Regions from separate parts of the Sus scrofa genome. Here region 1 is linked to region 2. The links are chromatin contacts, called in public Hi-C maps. All regions are on one chromosome and are shown on one strand. Each heading gives the region's core, a stretch centred on a gene start, on an enhancer-like site or on the middle of the called end of the contact. The rest is flanking DNA. Distances are from core to core; before and after follow the strand shown. Region 1 holds the start of MAPRE1 (microtubule associated protein RP/EB family member 1). Region 2 holds the start of ASXL1 (putative Polycomb group protein ASXL1).

Region 1 (2,700 bases), core at 79-2,578, 400 kb before region 2:
CGACTAGGAACCATGAGATTGCAGGTTCAATCCCTGGCCTTGCTCAGTGGGTTAAGGATCCCGCGTTGCAGTGAGCTGTGGTGTAGGTCGCAGACATAGCTTGGATCCCAAGTTGCTATGACCGTGGTGTAGGCTGGCAGCTGTAGCTCCGATTAGACCCCTAGCCTGGGAACCTCCATATGCCGTGGGTACCGCCCTAGAAAAGGCAAAAAGACAAAAAAAAAAAATTCTCATTCCTGGAAGTCCCCTTGCAGAGTTAAGGATTGGGGTTGCCCCAGCTGAGGTGCAGGTCGAAACCACGGCGTGGAATCAATCCCAGTCCCGGGAAATTCCACAGGCCTCCAGTGAGGCAAAAAAAAAAAAGGATTCTCATTCCCCCATTCCCAAAATGGGGAAGAGGCCAAGCTCTGTCCTGAAGCACTCCAGGTCAGCTACGAAAGGGGCTGGAAAAGCTGTTACACTCATATCACCCTGTCACACTCTTCCCAGTAATCATATGAAATTATCTTTTCCGTGTATTAATTTTCTTATTTACTATCTTCCCACCATAATGTGGAAGCCTGGAAAGCAAGCCTTTGCTCGCCTGCTCCTGGGTGAATAGCCAGCGCTTATCACAGTGCCTAGCACCTAGTGGACGTCCAACAAATACACACGAAGAAAGCAAGAAGTCCAATGAGCTGGCTTCCGAAGGCACCGCCACAAGAGCTTTCTGATATAGGACTCTCTCTCTCCTCCCCGTTTTACAGATGAGGAAACCTGAGGCCCGGAAGGTTACAGCACCTGCTCAAGGTAGCACAGCAGGGAATTCAACACAGGTTTGAACCCAAAACCTGAACTCTTAACCCTCAAATAGCACCGTTTCCTACAATGAAGGTCCTCAGAGATGCCAGCAGGACCCACATCAACCACATACACGCGCTCTTCCCGCTCCGGCCACCCCGGAACCTCTTGCCTCCGCAGTCCAGGTTCCACCGCTCGGCCTCGGCCGCGGCCCATAAGCCCCCACGCCGCCAACAGGCAGCCCCCACTTCCGGCCCGAGGCCCCGCCCCCCCGCGGCAGTGCGGAGAGCGCGCGCCCCTCAGCCCAGCTCGCGCGCGCCGGGTCACGGCCCCGCCCTTCCCCCACCCCGCCCGAACCGCACACCCGTGAGGGAGCGGCCCGGTCGCTGTCGGCACGGCCGGCCTGCGCCTGCCTGGCCCCAGGCCCACCCGACCGCCCCCCGGCCGCCGCCCCGTGCCCGCCAGCCGGCTCACCGGCTCTCCGCGGGACCACGTCCGCTGTCCGTACCCGGCTCCGGTTCCGTCTTCGTCTAGTTCAAACCGCCCGACCCCGCCCGCTCACCCGCGCGATGACCTCACACGCACCCCCCCCGTTACGCGCCGACGTAAAGGCTCGTCATCGCCCGCTGCTCCTTTTATAGAAAGGGACTAAGCCGCGGTCGGGGGAGGAACCTGATCCTTGATCGACGGCTTAGGTGCCCAAGGGGCGGGGCGCCGGCTGCTGGGTAATGCAGCCGCGCGGTCTACCGCAACCAATGAGATTCCCACCTCGGACCAGTGTGACTCCGCCTAGAAGGCGGGATCCAGTTACAAATTCTCCACCCCAGTAGCCAAAAAAAAATTTTTACAATGAATTTCTAGAAAACCGGGTTATTGGGTAAAAAAGTAAATTGATAGACGCCTTGAGGAAAGACTTAAAAGTCACCTCAGAGACACATTCTGTGACTATTCTATGTAAAATGAACCTGAACCTCGTCCTTCTTTTTTCCACATGGTCATCTTGTTTGTTTATGCCTTTATTGTCTGCCTTTCCATGACTTTCACGGAAGCGAGGATCTACTCGGTCCTGTCCTCACTGTGTCCCTGAGCCTGATACATGGGTTCTTAGTAGAGAACTTGCTGGTTGAATTACACCCATTTTACAGAAGAGGAAACTGAGTGTCGGAGAGGTCAACTCCCCATTATCACAAAGGCTGATCCAGGTTTCGAGCTGGTTTTCTGGTAGAAATATCACTTATTCATGTGTAACAAATATTTATTTTCCCTGATCAATCAAGCCCTAGGGATTTGGTGAAGAGCAAGAGCCAGACATAGCCTCTGAGTCTCCAGTCTGGCAGGGAAGGCAGAACACATAACTAATTACACAAATCGCTGTTTAATTACAAACCAGACTTAGTGTTAGGCAGGAGTAGATGGCTGGAGTGATGACACCTGCATTTCAGGGAGTAGGTTCCTGGAGGCCCCTTCTGGGCCAGGTCTCACCCAATTTGTTGCTGAAGGGGATGGGGCTGGGAGGGGGTAGGTAAATTGTTCAGGGAAGAATGGGGTGGAGAGCTGGGGCAGGAGCTATTTATGAACCAGCCTGAGGCATTTCATTATTTTAACCACCCATACTCCTGGGTTGTCTCTCCAGTCTGCAGTGCTCCAAGAGTACAGCACGAGGAAACCTGACCTCATCAGAGCAGTGAGGAAGGATTCCAAGAGACAACATTTGCCCTAAAAGGTGAGATGTTAATCTGGCAAAAGACTTAGGGTAGGAAAAGGCAAACAAGAGGAAGCAGCAAAGGAGCCCTGGAACCAAATTATTATAGCAATGGTAGTATATTAGCAGTATAATGAATTGATACAAAGTAGGGATGAGTAAAGATATTCAAAAATGCTGTGGGCAATAGAATGGTTTACACCCATCTTAGACACAAG
Region 2 (2,700 bases), core at 81-2,580:
CTTCATTCATCATTAAAAGTGAATTATAGCAATTGCATATAAACTACAAGTTGTCGAGAGACAAGTGTGCCATCTGCACTATAACCCTGCTTTGTGATAATTCTGAGAAAGTGACATTTCTGAGACAAGTATAACCTGTTACTACTGTCATCAGCAAGATTTTATAAGAATATGTCTCAAAGTGTCTTAGCTTTGTGGGTGCAAATCCAAAAGGAAGATATTTCACTTGCAAGTCTTGTGACACTGAGAACAGAAAATTCACAACCTCCCTCACCAGACAGCTCCAAATACTCAAATTACTCTCTCCTTTGCTAAGTCCTCAGTAAGCAGTATCTTCAGAGACACTTAGTCTTTGTCCAACACTGCATGTATACATGCACCAGGACAACAAGGAATAGAGAACACACAGATACATTCTTTGCAAAGTGTACTTAGTTCTCTGCAGAATGCCTATGTCCAGACTTATGAAGTCCAGTCAGCAGTTCTCAAAGTGTGGTCGGTGGGCCACCTGCATTACAACCAACCTGGGTAGCTGGTTAAAATGAACATACTCAGGCTCTACTTCAGAATCTAAGACTCAAAAGGTCTTAGGTAGGACCCTAAGATGAGTATTCATTAACAACCTCCCCAGGTGTCCCCACAGGACACTAAAGTTTGAGAACCACAGCTCAGGGTTCAAGCTGGGAGTAAGCATTTGTTTCCCTCCACACACCTGGTTTAGATTTCGAAATCTCAAAATGCCACTCGCGTCCTTGAAACTGGGGGCTCTTTCCCACCCCCGGAGTCAAACGCACTACCCCACTGCCCACCAGGAAGCGAGGGAGGAGCTTCCGACCTTTCCCGGAAACCTAACTCCCCCGGGTGCACAAACGAAGCTTCCCCAGACCCCCGAGATACTGCCAAATAGTGGGGGAGGGGTGGCTGAGGCCCCGCCGCCCGGAGAGGGAGGAGCCGGCCAGCCAGCTCGCCCCTCCGCAGGAATTTGGGGGGGGGGGAAGCGTGCAGAAAAAGGCGCCACATCCGACCCGGCGGGGGACCTCTCCCCACCGAACGCCTTGGGGGGGGACTGTCCCGTTCCCGAGTGGCCCGCCCCCTCCTGCGGTGGGCAGGGCTTTCACCCCTCCCCCTCCCGGTGGGGGGGTGCCCGCCCAACCCACCCTCCACACGCCCCCCCACCAAGCCCCCCTCTGCCGCCCGCCTCACCAGGCGCGCGGCCTCGGCCCACGTGCGCTCCTTCTTCCTCTTCTGTTTGTCCTTCATCCTCCTCCTCCCCGGCGGCGGCGGCGGCGGCGGCGGCTCCACGCGGGACCTCCGGGCGGGGTGGGCTAGGGCGGCGGCGGCGGCGCGGGGCTGGGGCGGCGGCGGCGGCGGCGGCGGCGGCGGCAGCAGCAGCGGGGGGCGCGTGGCGGCGGCGGCGCGCGAGGACTCGGGTGCGGCCGGGGAGAAGGGGCGGGCGCGCTGGGGACCGGCTGGCGCGAGACCCGGCGCGAGGACGGCGGTGGGGGAGGGGTGGCGGCTCCACGCGCCCGCGCTGCGTCAGTCGCCCGCGGCGGCGGTGGCGGTGGAGGCGGCGGCAGCAGTGGCCCCGCGATCGCTAAGGAATGCGGCGGCACCGCATAACCATGGGGTCAGAGGTCACAGCTCTGGCCTCCGCTTTCCCGCTCTGCTGAGGGGCCAAGACTAGACTGGCGGCGGGGCAGGAAGGCGAGACGCGGCTTTCCCTTCGGCGCCAGGGTATATGCGTGTCTGCTGTGGGTGTGTGTGAGTGTGTGTGAAGAGTGAGGAGGGGGACTGTGGGGTTTTTTTTTTTTTTTTTTTTTTGAACAAAAACAAACCGAAAAGGTGGCTGGGAGTCGTAGTCCAGGCTGCCTGTCTGGCCTCTCCCGCTCCGGAAGAATATGGCTGCTTGCAACCTTCGGACCACACTTCCCGGCGATCCCAGCGGCCCGTCTTTTCCGCCCTCCCCTCCTTTCCTCCGCCCCGCGCAGAGCTCGGTGAGGAAGGGGGAAAGACAGTCTTTCGGGGAAGGGGCTGGGTGGAGTCTCGCGAGGTGCGGGAACTGGATGGGGGCCTGAAGCATTATGGGAGGTAATGCTGGGAAGGGGCGGTGGCTGGATCCCCACCACACCACCTCCACCGTGCTAGGTTTAACCCCTTCTGCGCTTCTCTCTTGCGGGCCGTCGCGCTGTTAAGGGTGGGGATTGACAACTGGTAGCTCAACCCCCACCCCCCACTTAGTGCCTTTCTCCGCCTAAGCGATTCTCACGGACACTTCTTGTAGGTGACAAGTGACAGGACTTTCCCTTTTGGTCCTCCGCTAAATGACTCACTGCCGCATAATAATGAGACAAAAAGAAACTCATACCAGTAAAACGGTTATTTCATGATTGAGGGACCTAGACAGTTTCCCATTTCCTCCTGTGCTTTCATGCCGCTTTGTGTTTGCAGAAGCTGTATTTGCAGAAGCTGCACCCCAGCCCACAGTGTTCTTACCACCTAGTGAACTTGGTGATATGGGTGGTGTAAAGAACTTGGACTTAGGGGCCATACTTTCCAGAATGCACCTGAGGCCTTTTTTGAGGCAGTACCCTGGAGAGAACACAGAACCTGGGGTCAAACGGACCTAGACCAGCCAGTCCAGGTTATCAGCGTAATACCTAACAGCATTATTGAGATTAAAATCAACATAAAACACCTGGC

Evidence for each region. A called contact is a pair of places that touch in the nucleus more often than the background predicts.
Region 1: a Hi-C map of heart right ventricle shows a contact between it and region 2, with 3 times the contacts expected there. The contact joins the promoter of MAPRE1 here to the promoter of ASXL1 in region 2. A contact is called at or near these places in 1 of 47 Hi-C or Micro-C datasets (heart right ventricle) and 1 of 2 datasets of contacts at active chromatin or transcription factors (alveolar macrophages).

What each region holds. Positions count from the first base shown.
Region 1 is chr17:36,389,397-36,392,096 of Sscrofa11.1, reverse strand. MAPRE1 (microtubule associated protein RP/EB family member 1) reads right to left here and starts at 1,328. Exons shown (of 7, transcript NM_001044613.1): 1 at 1,255-1,328.
Region 2 is chr17:35,984,608-35,987,307 of Sscrofa11.1, reverse strand. It overlaps ASXL1 (putative Polycomb group protein ASXL1), which reads right to left and starts at 1,330. Exons shown (of 12, transcript XM_021077427.1): 1 at 1,204-1,330. The coding sequence starts at 1,260.